2 separate regions of the Mus musculus genome follow, and region 2 is linked to region 1. Evidence: chromatin contacts called from public HiChIP or PLAC-seq data. All regions are on one chromosome and are shown on one strand. Each heading gives the region's core, a stretch centred on a gene start, on an enhancer-like site or on the middle of the called end of the contact. The rest is flanking DNA. Distances are from core to core; before and after follow the strand shown. Region 1 overlaps Igsf5 (immunoglobulin superfamily, member 5). Region 2 has its middle 74 kb from the start of Pcp4.

What was found. HiChIP or PLAC-seq counts read pairs in DNA pulled down with a chosen protein or histone mark.
Region 2: a contact with region 1 is called in an H3K4me3 HiChIP or PLAC-seq map of the 230-238 cell line, with 21 read pairs. The contact joins two enhancer-like sites. A contact is called at or near these places in 3 of 39 promoter capture datasets (the C10 cell line, cranial neural crest and trophoblast stem cells), 1 of 484 Hi-C or Micro-C datasets (nephron progenitors) and 1 of 115 datasets of contacts at active chromatin or transcription factors (the 230-238 cell line).

Annotation. Positions count from the first base shown.
Region 1 is chr16:96,367,349-96,374,346 of GRCm38.p6, reverse strand. Igsf5 (immunoglobulin superfamily, member 5) reads right to left here. Exons shown (of 9, transcript NM_001177887.1): 3 at 1,200-1,517. Among named protein-coding and RNA genes, the nearest start is that of Igsf5, 9.1 kb to the right of the region's middle. Within about 2 kb of position 3,931, at least 81 of the 459 cell types and tissues checked have an H3K27ac peak or open chromatin away from gene starts, as enhancers often do. A contact at or near this core is called in the 230-238 cell line, where this site is marked.
Region 2 is chr16:96,538,305-96,545,302 of GRCm38.p6, reverse strand. No RefSeq gene overlaps it. Among named protein-coding and RNA genes, the nearest start is that of Pcp4, 74 kb to the right of the region's middle. Within about 2 kb of position 4,047, at least 25 of the 459 cell types and tissues checked have an H3K27ac peak or open chromatin away from gene starts, as enhancers often do. A contact at or near this core is called in the 230-238 cell line, where this site is marked.

The DNA.
Region 1 (6,998 bases), core at 2,682-5,181:
GTGAGGAAATAAGTGGATATAAGAAATAATCTTAAAGACATAGCATGTTCCCATGAGACTTGCTGTCATAGAAATCAAAACTCTAGAGAGCTGGGAACAAAGTCCCTGGATAGAGACCATAAGGATCTGGGTTAGGACCCACTGGTCACAGCCTCTGTCAATAACATCAGTTCACTTTCAAAGAGTATCAAGGGGTCTTGATTTGGGTACAACTATCTTAAGCCTCATAAAACACATCCTGTTTGCCTCTATTATTGTGTAATGATCTTCTAGAGATCAAATTATTTTTACAAATGAAAATAAGCGACAGTAGTATAGCCTAGTGGTCTACCCTTCTCTCTCAAATACATGACATATTTGGAGAACACACACCTTTGACTGTGCTATGGTCACTGGGGCAAAAACAGATCAGAGAAATTCAAGGAGAGAAGATAGTTAAAGCATGCTTCCACATCGATGATGTATATTATGAAGTATAAGCCGGTTGTGCGAAAACCTAGAGAAGGGGCTGTGACCGACAACTGTCAAAATCAGAGTAGGGGGGAAGGGCTGTGCAAGTCCATGGAACACTCCAGGAGAACGTTCCAGAAGGGCAATTAGACACCAGAACAGATTAGATGGGGAAGTGATAAGCCCATCTCAAAGGGGAGAAGGGAAGGAAGGAAAGGGTTAAACAATAAGTCTAACAGGAAAGGAGGGAGGGAGGGAGGGAGAGAGGGAGGGAGGGAGGAAGGGAGAGAGGAAGGGAGGGAGGGAAACACAGAAGACAGAATAAAGGAAGAAAGGGAGGGAGGGGGACAGAAGAAAGAGGGAGGAGAAAAGAAAGGAAGAGAGGGAGGAAGAAAGGGAGAGAGGAAGACATAAACAAAGCCAGCATTAGCTCAGAATACTCAGAATAATGGAATCCACACTGTGAGAAGGAAGGATGCTGATATGGAGAACATCCCTGGGCAAGAGCCATACAGTGACCTGCAGCCAACCACCAGTACCTCATGATCACCCAGAATGCACAGCCCGGCAGAGCTTCCATGTTCACAAACTGAGAGAAGGAACCCAGTTGGCAACACAGTAACAAATACACACAAAGCAGTCTTCAGTTCGGAATTACAATTAGCACCACCAAATCTAAAGGTGGGCCCCAAGTATCACCGCACAGCTGTGAGCCTCAGAAGGCCCTTGCAACCCTCCAGTTGACTCACCTTGCACTGAGAGGAAGGCAGATCCAAACCCATGGCTGTTCTGCAGGCTGCATTGCACGGATCCCGAGTCACTGGGCTGCACATCATGGATGATCAACTCCGAGATGAAGCTGTCAGTGCTGTTGTAACTGGCATAGGTGAAGCGGTTGTTGGTGATGATGGGTCCTTGGGTGGTGAGACTCAGCACCACCATTTGGTTAAGAGTCCACATGAGAAGCTTCCAGCCGTGAGTCACGGTGCAGTTGAAGTGAGCCTCTGAGTCCTTTAGGACTGTTACATTCTGAGGACCTTCTATGATCTGATAACTGGATCCGGAAGCTAGAAGGCAATCAGTGTTTCAAGGCAATAAATGAATTAGCTGACACAAATCAACGATGTCATTTAACCCTCTGTTTGCCAGCTGCCGTTCTCTGAGTGATTGATTGTCTGAAAGGCTCAGCCTCTCTGCCTCACTGCTCCTGAGGCCAGCGACCAGGACTTCTGGTAGACACATGGCCAACGCAAGCCTTCCCCCCATTTCCCCCTAGATGTGCAGAAACAACTTGAACACCATTCTCTAGAGGCTCACAGTCACCCAAACCACAGGATGTGGTATTTAAAAGTAGAGTTTTTGCAGATAAACTCTGGCAAGGATACTAATATGAAGTCATCCTGGACGTAGACTTGACCTCAAGACCAATCCCAGATGCCTCTATAAGACAAAGGCAGGGGAGCGGAGAAGTCTAGATTCTCCTTCATGGCCTTCAATGCCAACCAGTCCTGTCCACAGGACACACAAGACTTACAATCACATCAGTAGAATTGGGACACAAGTTCAGACCTTGCCACCCTGAATACAGACTCTTCCCCAAATCTTGTCACTTAGAAGTCCCACTGAAACAACATATGCCCTGGTTTCTTCTGGATCCCGTTATCAGATCATAGACGGCCCTAAGAATATAACAGTCCTACAGGGCTCAGAGGCTCACCTCAACTGCACTGTGACTCATGGCCTGACTGACTAACCCACCAGTCAGGATACTCTCATTACCTTCTGGTGTTATGTGATTCCTAAGGGTCAACATGCTAGCCCTCCGTGTATACTGGAGAGCTCCAAATAACACCAGCTTTCCCCTTCTCACCAGGAAAGACAAAATGTGAGGCAGTCCCTAAAGGAACTTAGTTGAGCCCTGAACATTCCCGGGCAAGTGAATTCCCAGACGGTGACCTTCAGCCAAACATCAGCACCTCATGATCACTCAGAATGAACAAACTGCAGGCAGAGCTTCCTTCTCTATAATGGAAAGAAGGGTTACACACACACCAGGACCACTGGAGAGAGGGGTGCTGGGAAGACAAGGCCCGCAGACCCAGCTGGCTTAAAAGAAGCAGAGCTAGAAGAAGCCACCTCAAATAATTCAGTGGCTGAGTGCACACCACCCAGGGAAAGGAAAAAAAAAAAAGGCAGAAAGAAAGCGGGTTCCTAACACCCACTGCAGTGTGGATCTTCTCTGTAGCCACCTGGCCAAGGCTCACTGATCCGCACCCATCTTGACCTTCCGCTAAAAAACATATAAAAGTTCTCAAGAAAGAAAGGGGGAAAAAAAACTGGAAATGACTCTGTCTTTACTTTCTAATGCCCTGATGAAACACTAACCAAAAGCAACTTGGAGCGGGAAGGGTTTATTCCAAATTGCACATCCCAGGTTACAGTTCATTAAAGGAAGCCAGGGCAGGACCCTGGGGGCCAGAACTGATGCAGAGGCCATGGAAGGACACTGTTGATTGACTGGCTCCCCATGGCTTGCTCAACCTGCTTTCTTATACCAAATAGGACCACCTGCCCAAAGGCTGCACCGGCCACAGTAAACTGCATCTTCCCGTGTTAATCATTAATCAAGACAATGAATGCCCTACAGACTTGCCTATGGGCCAATCAGTCAGGGGAGGCATTTTTTCAATTAAGGTTCCCACTTCCAAGATGACTCTAGCTAGTGTCAAGTACACAAAACTCAATCAGGTCAAACACCAAGGAAACTACAGACACTGGGTCAACTCTAGCCACAAGCCTGGAGTCGCACTGAGGAAAACAGACTACAGGAAAAAGGAAAGTCCAGATTCTTCTATACACACTGCACCCAGTATGGAATTAGTGGCAACCACATAGAGCCTGCAAAGCTGACAGAATGGGGTGGACATGAGCCACATAGCCTGCAAGTTTGGAAGGTAGTGTGAGTGTGTGCACCTCATTTCACTCCAAAGACAATCTGCAAAGATGACACCCATGCATGCCCCCAGGGACTGAGGAGCCACAGGACACCCACAGGCCATGTTGACCCAGCCTTACCCTGCAGGTGGACGGGTGGGAATAAAGCCAGAAGGAGCCTAGGCCATGGGGAAATCCTTTCGATGCTACCTGTTTTCACTGCTGTTGTTTTTTACATTTTGGGTTTGGTTTGTTTTGAGACCGGATCTCACGTCTCCAAAGCTGGCCTTCCATTTTCAACATAGCCTAGGATGACCTTGAACTTCTGACCCTGCAGCTCCTGAGTGCCAGGATTACAAGCATGAGCCACCATGTCTGAGTATATGATGCTGAGAAATAAACCCGGGGCCTTGTGCATGCTGGGAAAGCTCTTTACCACCTGACCTTCAATGAAACAGGTGACAACAAGCCTTAAGTGCCATTCTTGTGAGCACAGCCCCTCTCTGGATCTACCAACTGCCCTCAGCTGCACCAGTGACAAGGGACATGTGGTCATAGCACTTCCTCCTTCTCTGTGACTCATCTGTGTTGAGGCCCTGTGTGACCTCACCCCACACAAACCAAACACTAGAAAACACTTGCAGATAAGACCTCCATGCAGCCACGTACCTCATCTCTTACCTCCCTCTCCTCTCCTCTCTCTTTTCCTGGAGAACAAAGCTACACAACAGAACAGAGAAAATCAGGGTCTGTCCTACAAGTCCCTCAAGAAACCTGTGCTGTCTGTACGATCCCTTGAGTAGTTTCCTTTCCTAGAAGGTTTGGGGCATCCACACCTTTCAGCTGACAGAGCTGGGCTTCTCCCTTGATCCTCAGAGTGTCTGTAACTGCAACTGCTTGCCCCTCACATCTTCCCACTCCCCATTCTGACATTAATGTCATTTAAACCACTCTTGTGGGATCAAGGGGTCAGCCAACCTCTGTACCTCTTGCTGATCCTCCAAAATGATTATTGAGCTGAGACTGTGGCTCAGTCAGAAAAATTTCTTGCTATACAAACATGAGGATTTGAGTCTGACCCCTGCTTCCCCAGAACTCACATAGAAAAGCTGGGTTTTGTGGTACACATTTGTAATTCCAGCATAGAGGCTTACTGGTGAGACAGCCTAGCCAAAGTGGCAAGTTCCAAGGAAAAGTGAGATATTCTATCTCTCGAAAATTAGGTGACTAACATCCTCAAGAATGACCCCAGTGTGACCTCTGACCTCCATATGCATGTGTGCACATGCGCGCGCACACACAAACACACAAAACAATCTCCTTGACATAAGAAACTTCACGGTCCTACACCAATCACCTCTCCATTTTCCTAGTCCAGTGTGGCTTCATACTCCATCCGGACATCACTGCTACATCTGCAGACCCCACACTTTCTTCCTCTGTGATGGTTTGTATAACCGTGGATCAGGGAGTGGCACCATCTGAAGGTGTGTCCTTGTTGGAATAGGTGTGACCTGGTTGGAATGGGTGTGTCACTGTGGGTGTGGGTATAAGATCCTCACCCTAGTTGCCTGGAAGTCAGTCTTCCACTAGCAGCCTTTGGATGAAGACATAGAACTCTCAGCTCTGCCTGAGCCTTGCCTGCCTGGATACTGCCATGCTCCCACCTTGATGATAATGGACTGAACCTCTGAACCTGTAAGCCAGCCCCAATTAAACGTTGCTTTTTATAAGACTTGCCTTGGTCATTTTGTCTGTTCATAGCAGTAAAACCCTAACTAAGACAGAAGTTGGTACTGGGAGTGGGGTATTGCTGTGATAGGCCTGACCATGCTTTTATTTGAAAGAATGTGGATTTGGGGACTTTGTATCTGGAAAGCAATGGAATGCTTTAAATGGGGCTTAATGGGTCATTCTAGTAGGAATATGGAAGACTTAGCTGCTGGCAGTAATTTGAACTGTGTTGACCTGGCCAAGAGATTTCAAAGGAGAAGAATTTCAGAATGTGGCATAAAGACTGTTTTTGTGGTATTTTGGTGAAGAAAGTGGCTACTTTTTGCCCTTGTCTGAAAAGTCTGCCTGAGGCTAAGGTGAAGAGACTTGGATTAATTGCATTAATTGCATTGACAAAAGAAGTTTCAAAAAAGCCCAGCAGAGACTTTGTTCTCTGGTTAAGTCTTATGAAGAGAAGTTTGAACAAGCATAGCAAGCTTAGAAAGGCAAAATATAAAATATATGTTTCGAGTATTAAAGACAAACCAGGAAGTGAAATGGAGCAAAATCCTGTGTTCTAGGAAATAACAGATTAAGGGAGAGGGACCTTGGGGCAAGACCCTACCCAGCTGAATTTAGAACCAGGCATGGTGGTACACACCTTTAATCCCATGAGACAGGCATGCTGATCTCTGCATTCAAGGTCAATCTACAGAGCAAGAACCAGGATAGCCAAGCTTAGGCAGTGAAGGATTTAGAAAACATAGAGCTAGTGATATGTAATAGTACAAGGGGATCATGTTCTAGTTCCTGTAAGCAGCAGAACTCGGCAGCTTCAGCCATGTGGCTCTGGCTCCAGAGCTAAGAATGGAAGGAACTACTGGGAATATTGATGTGGGTTAGCTGGAGCTAAGGAATTAGCAGTGATTAAGAAGAGACCAGCATCACTGAAGTGAAATCTTCTGGAAAGTGTTTTCTGGGAGCACAAAGAAGCTGTGTTCCAGAGATACCCAAGGTTGTACCTCATGCTGCGGCTGGACTTGGTAATGTGTAAGAGTCACTCAGGTGGTACTGCTTGTGAAGGAATGAACGGATCATGGAAAGAAGCTGAGGCTTAGCACTGTGAGAGGCCAGGGAAGGCCATTGGAGAAGGTGAAGCCTCAGCTGTAGTTGATGGCCCAGGACTGAAGGGGTCATGTAAAGGATTTGAGGCTTGGCACCCTGAAGAGAGCCTATGAGAGGCTATTGGTGAAGCCTAGTTGGAGTGGAACACCCCAGTGTATTGGAGATGTCAGTACCATGGGATGATCACCAAGAACAGCAGCTGTAGTGGAGTGGATCAACCTGAGCATCGAGTGCTACAGAGGACAGAGATGGAGAAGTGATGCCAGCCCTTAGGAGGAGTCCAAAAGTTCAAGTGGAATCCCAGACACTGAAACAAGAAGCTGTAACATTGAAATTGCCTTGGAGACTCAAAGATGTTAAAGATGCCAGAACCATGGGATACATGCTGAGCAAAGCTGCTAACAGGGAGTGGAACCAGCCCAGGAGAAAGCAGTTTGTTGCAGTCAACAAAGATGAAAAAGGAGTGGAGATCTGAAGACCGCTTTGACATCAGCCATGGAGATGCAGAGTTTGGAGTTTGCCCAGCTGGTTTCCTGCCTTGCTTTGGGGATTACAGTTAATTAAGTTGAATGAATCTCAGAAGAGACCTTGAACTTTGGACTTTTAACATTGTTGTGACTGCTATAGACTATGAGGACTTTGAAAGTTGGACTAAATGCATTTTGCATTATGCTATGTTTAAGTATGGCCCCCATAGACTCATGTTTTTGAACAAGTCTATGGGGACCAGGGAGTGGAATGTGATGGTTTGTATATCCGTGGACCAGGGAGGGGCA
Region 2 (6,998 bases), core at 2,798-5,297, 170 kb before region 1:
CTGCTTGGCTTGCATGTGAGAGTGGTGTTCTTGGAGAAGCTGTTGGCTGTCTTCAGAAATTAGCTAGTCCTGGGAAGAGCAGTCTCCCCAGGTGCCTGGTCATGAAGGCATTGTAAAACAGAGAAAATAAAGATGTGTTTCCTATACATGCACAGCCTAAAGCAAAACATTTGAGTGCTGAGGTGAGAATTCAGTGGGTAAAGCCCTCATGCCATGCAAGCATGAGAATCTAAGTTTGACCCCAAAAACCTCACATAAAGAAGGTAGGCGTGGTATTCTACACTTAAAATCCCACTGCTAAGGAAGCAGAAAGAGTTGTCTGGTTTTACCTGGCTAGACACTAATGAGCTCTGCTTTTCCTGAGATTAAGAGAATTCAATACATGTTTGTAGCATGCAGGGAGCCAGAGTTGTACTTGCCCACCACACCACCATATGTTCTTATTTAGGGGGAGTCATTTGAGCTGGACAGTGTGTACACAAAGTACTGAAAATAGCCAGCCAAATCTCCCTTCCTTGAAGGCACTCACCCACAAGGTAGTTTTGAATGAAATGTTCTTTAAATATGAACTGACATTCAGGGATCAACTCTGGCATGCCTCCTGGTAAGTGGTCTAGTGTCTGTGAGCCCCCATGGTCCCCAGTTAGCTGACTCGGTGGGTCTTCTTGTGTCCTTGACCTCTCTGGCTTGCTCACTTCTATCCCCTACTCTTCCACTAGTCTCCCTGAGCTCCACCGGATGTTTGGCTGTGGGTCTCTGTAGCTACTTCCATTCACTGAATGGTTAAGCCTCTGAGGAGACAGTTATGCTAGGTTCCTGTTTGCAAACATATCAGAGTATCATTAATAGTGTCAGGAGAGGGCTCTCTTTATATGGGATGGGTCTCAAGTTGGGGCAGTCATTGATTGGATGTTCCCTCAGTTTCTATTTCATCGTTATCCCTGCACTTCTTATAGACAAGACAATTTTTGGGTTGAAGAGTTTGTGAACTCAGGAGGTAGAGGCAGGCAGATTTCCAGCCTGGTCTACAAAGTGAGTTCCAAGACAGCCAGGGTTACACAGAGAAACCCTGTCTCGAAAAACCAAAAAAAAAAAAGGTTTGTGAATGGATTAATGTCCCTCTCCCTTCTCTGGATGTCCTGCCAGGCTACCAGAGGTGGCCATTTCAGTCTCTATATCCCTATATGGTAGAAATCTCATCTAGAGTCATCCCCATAGACTCTCTGTATGCTCCCCATCCCAGGTCTCCAGCTAGTCCCAGAGATGCCCCCTGTCCCCGCATATGTCCATTCTCACTCCCAGGCTTCTCCCCTACCAAGTTCCCTCTTTCCATCCACTTCCAATGACTATTTAGTTTCCCCTTCTGAGTGAAATTCATGAAGCCTCCCTTGGGACCTCCTTATTACCCAGCTTCTTTGGATCTGTGGATTGTAGTGTGACCATCCTGCACTATATGCCTAAGGCCCACTTATAAATGAGTACATACCATAGCTGTCATTCTGCCTCTGTGTTACCTTACTAGGGATGATATTCTCAAGTTCCATTTGTTTGTTTGCAAAATTCATGATGTCTTTGTTTCCAATAGCTGAGTAGTAGTCCATCGTGTAGATGTGCCACATTTTCTTTACCTATTCTTCAGTTGAGGGACATCTAGGTTTTTCCCAGTTTCTGGCTATTATGAATAAAGCTGCTATGAACATATTTGAGCAAGTGACCCTGTGGAATAGTGGGGCATCTTTTGAGTATATTCCCAGGAGTCATGTTGCTGGGTTTTGAGGTAGAACTATTTCCAGTTTCCTGAGAACCTGCCAAATTGATTTCCAAAGTGGTTGTACAAGTTTGCATCCCCACCAGCAATGGAGGACAGTGTCTTAACAAAAAAGAAAAATTGAAAAAAAAATATCTTCTAGCCAGTGAGACAAATTGGTTGAGGGATGAAAAATAGGAAGGGCAAATTACAAAGTGAAAGATTGTTCCAGGAAGCTGACATCCAAATAGTCGATGTTCTAGAAAGTGAACTCTGAGAAAAACAGAAGAGAAAAAATTACCAGACAAGTAATTTAGGGAAATTTCCAGGAACAGAAGCCACCACGAGTCTGCAGTTAAAGTTCCTTTTCATACCCAGCACAGGTAGAGGGAAGAGACTGACTTGAGCACAATTAGTGTACTGAGTTTTTTTGTTTGTTTGTTTTGTTTTGTTTTGTTGAAAATCAGAAGAGATGAATCTTAAAATTTCTGTAGCAAAACCAAGCCACAAAGGATTGGGGATCAAAATGGTGTTGAATCTTTCTCCAGTGAATCAGGTAGACCGTGACACAATAAAGAATACTTCCTAGGATCTTGAGAAGCAAAAGCAAGCATCTCCAAGGATGTGTACCTACTGGCTATCCTATGCACTTTTGGCATGATGCAAAATGGAATGGCTGTCTTAGAAAACAATTTGGCTTTTTATAATTTTCCATTAGTTGAGGAGACACACTGCAGTCTCTCCACAGTAAGAATGCTACTTTACCACAGGAAGGAATGAAATGCTGATAATTAAAGCAATATGGATTGCAAAAACATGGTTCCATTTGAGAAGATAAACATGAATGTCCAAATGTCACATGATTCCATTAGAACAAAATTCCAAAAAGGCAGGACTGTAGTGAGAGACTAAGTAGAACAGTCATTTACTAAGGCTTTATTTTGGCTGAACAGGAAGAAATTCTTTTTGTTGTTGTTGTTGTTGTTTTTGGGTTTTTTTTGTTTTTTGTTTTTTGTTTTTTTTTTGAGACAGGGTTTCTCTGTATAGCCCTGGCTGTCCTGAAACTCACTATGTAGACCAGGCTGGCCTCGAACTCAGAAATCCGCCTGCCTCTGCCTCCCGAGTGCTGAGATTAAAGGCATGCGCCATTTAAGGGCATAGAATAGAACCATCTATAGCTTGGTTGTAGAGGTCATTGCACAAAAAAAATATACTTACCAAAATAATACAATGATATTCATTTATTTCTTTAGACAGGGCCTCACTCTATAGCTCTGGTTGATTTGGAACTCACAGATATCTGCCTCCTGGTACTTCCCAAGTACTGAGATTAAAAGTAGGTATCACCACACTTGACCAAGATATGTATGTTTTTAAATGAGTGAAAATATCTTCAACATATTATGCATCAATAAAGCTGGGAGGAAAAAAGGATGTAGTTTTTCAGTGTTCATGGGCTACGATTTTATACCTACCCAAATTATCATTTCCTTATGATAATTAACCCAAATAATTTTCAAACATGCAAACATTCAATACTCTCTAGATAGCTTTTCCTAGTAGGATCTCAAAGGTGAATTCCATCAACATGAGGAAATTAACCAAGAAAAGGAAACATCTGTTCACACAAAGACAGAAACTCTAACAGGAAGAAATATCAAGTAACCGTCTTAGGGGTAAAAAACAAAAAAAGAAAAGAAAAGAAAAGAAAATACACTACATGATGAAAGATATACTACATTTGTTTTGGAACAGGAAGAGGAGGGAATAACCCAGAAAATTAAAAATCATAAATATGCCTTGAAAGAAATCTAGCACTCAAATAATAGTAAGTTCATGGAAAGTATATGTATCCAGTAAAAGAAATGTTAGAAAATTCTTACCACTAGAGTAAAAAAAAAAATGTTTGCATTGAACGAATCATCTTTGGATTATATTAAAGTTGGCACAATAATGAAAAGAAGCAAGACATATGTTTTACTGAGAGAACGGGGTAAAGGGAAGATGGGCAGAGGAGATCACCATGTAAGGCATCATACAGTACCCAAAGCTGAAATTGTTAGGGCAAGTCACATAAGCGTATCTGAGAGAGAGATGCTCAAAGAAACTGTTGAGAGATGTTGTTTTGGGGAAATGGAGCTTGAAAAGGGATGGTTGAAAAGGCAGAGTGCGGATTTATTTGTTGTAAATCCTATTGAATAATGTGACCTTTAAAATTAGCAACAAAACCCAGCAGTGCATCAAGAGGGGAAGTGAATCTGTTCTCTGGTAAAATTAGACTCAGTTAGAAGAGGGTGCTCAAAAATGAGGGAGGAAATGGGGCAGTCGGGAGGGGGAGGGGTGAATACAGAGCAGGGACATGTGGGTTAGGACATGGTAATGAGGTAGGCCAGTAAATGGCATCACTGCAGAGTCAGGAAGGGGATTAATGGAATCCTAAGTAGGATGGGCTGGAACTCAGTAAGTACTCAGATCCTCAAACTGTGAGAACCCATCTTCATCAATGCTCTTTTATTCTGCAGGTCGGGTCTTCAAGCACCAATTTAGTGTCTCAAGCAGAATGTTCTCTTTGTGCTATTCGAACTAATGTTCTTGATGGAGTGAAAGCCATAATAACACATGATTACAGAGACAGTCATTAAAGCCATACATGTGGTCACACTTTGCTAGACTGTGGCTTTGTCTCTTCTTGGTTTTGTTTACTCTGGACATTTACTTAAAATTAGCCTCCCCACCATTCCACCCATGGTACTCGGGCTGACCAGAGCCCATCTTGGATACTCTGATGAATACCTGAAAGAAGGATTCCCTGACAATTGGTAAAACAGAAATGTCTAGTGCTTGTGCATGGACAAATGACTTCAGGTGGTGACAACTGCTGCTGCAGCAGATAACCCCCAGTGTATCTCAGGGATGCTCTACAGGAGTGAAGTTCTGTACTAGGCTTGCTTGAGCACAGCTGCCCTTCTTTGTGATCATTGGAAGCTCAGATTTCTTTCAGCTTGGGATTCTGTCCATGCCTTGGTCTCTTCACAACACTACAGAGTTTGTTTGTTTGTTTGTTTGGTTGGTTGTTCTGTTTTGTTTTGTTTTGTTTTGTTTCTCCAGTGAGATCCTCAAATGTGTCTCACACAGCACCTACCCTGTGGTTGCATTGGCCAGCTCTCACTCTCCTACCTTTATCTTGCTGTCAGGAAGGTGAGGTGGCTGTCTCCAAATTGAGGAGAGCACAGGCTGGTGAACTGTTGGCCAGTTCTATACCATGGGCCATCTGTAATTTGATCTGACTTAACTTTCAGGCTTGGATTCACCCACCTTCCCTCAGGCTCCCAAGATGCTTTCTGGACAGGAAGACCAATCCCTAAGACAACTTTTCCCTTTCTTAGAATTGACCCTGACTGCAATGCCCCATTTCCCATATTTCAAGAGTTCAAACTCTTTATCAAATATTACCTTCATCAGAATTGATCTCTCTGCTTTCTATCCTTCATCTATGTGTCTACCTACCTATCATCTATCTCTCAAAGAAGTTCCATTTCTTCCTTGCCTATGGACATGCCCATCACATCCAGTAGAGAGAAAACTCTGCAGGTGGTCCTATCTTAACATAGTGGATGCTAAAGCCTCTCAGAAGAACATCTGTACCTGTGCCATTCGCTGCGTCTATGAACTCAGCACAACGACTCATTTGGAAGGGGCAAACACAACCGGCACCAAGTTCACATTCTCAGGTGCCCGTGGAGCACCATGGACTGACTACAGCTATGCAGTGAAGGAAGCTGGTTTCTCTTAAAGGAGTGGGGTGAGTTGATAGGGATCTGGGACAGACAGGATTCCCCCCTTACTGGACAGCCATCAACAGCACGGTGCGGACCATCTTACCTCAGCACCAAGCCAGAGGTCTCTGTTTCTTTCCCACTCCTCACTACGATGTTCCTGCTTCCCTCCCCAGCCTCTCTCTCCCTGCCCTTAACTCTTCCTTCTTCCATTCCTCCAGTCTCACCCTCCTCTTAGTCATTGTTTCTTTAAAAGAAAATTACTGTTTTGTCAACCATGTGTACAATAAAGATATGAATCAATAAACAGCAGCAAAGTACAAAATTAACAAGCTTGGTATTTTTCTCTTCGGTCTTTTGCAAGGCAGCAGAAAATTTTCCAGAACAGAAGAGGCAGCTGGGGGAGGGAAATTAACCCCAGTCCCTTCCTCCCCACACACTGTGAAGCCAAGGTTTCTTGTTACAAATGCACTGTGTGGTTCTGTTTGGACAAGGTAGTTTGGATCCTCTTCAAACAAGCTGCCAATTGATGTCTTACTGCTGGATGGGGCTTGTGCGAGGGCGCTGAGATGCAGTTCTGAAGCAGCCAAGATGGAAATGAGTTTGCAGTCTCCTCGCCCTCAAAAGTCAATAGCTGGGTTTAAGCTGGCCACCCTGCCAGCTCCTCTCCTCTGGCAGACATTATTATCAACATTTATTTCCATCAACTTAAGGTATCTGCACCATCACTCCTGCAGGTCTATGTCACCATTTTTGAATAAGAAGAACTATGGATGTGCCCTTGGTCTCAAGGTCATAAAGAAGAAGGGACAGGGGAGAGATTTTCCATGGTGAAAGAAAGAATATTCTAGAAGTAAGGCAGCATTCAGCAAGCTCTTGGCTGCAGCCAGCTCAGCCCCAAGATGAGAAAAGGAAGGTTTGAATTAGGCTGAGGAATTGTGGGGAAGATGACAGGTGTGTCTTCTAAGGACAAATGGCCAGGAGTTGATGCAGTAAGGGGAACTTGTGAGAGATGGGGAGCAGAGAATGAGGCTTGTCTTGTCTTGAAGCCAACAGAGGCTTCCTGGAAGGTAGGGAGCAAATTCTTTCAGAATACAAGCCCTGCTACCTTCTCACTGAAGACCTCCAGCCTACACAAGTGTCACGATAGCCTCTGGCTGGGGAGATGGCAGAGATAGTTGCACATGCATGAGGAGCAGAGATGATCCCCAGAACACACGTAAAGGCCCAGATGCAATGGCATGGACTTATAAGCCCAGCCCTGGGGCGCGGGGTAGACCTCCTAGACTCCCTGGCCAGCTTGACCACCCTGATTCCTGAGATTCTTGAGTCCCAGTGAAGGACTATCTCAAACATAGAGACTAAGACATCTGATGTCTATCTCTGACCTCTACACACTCATGTACATGTGCATGCTTGCCTGTACCCACATGCTCCCCTACACACTCACCCCTGCACAGATGAACATGCACACA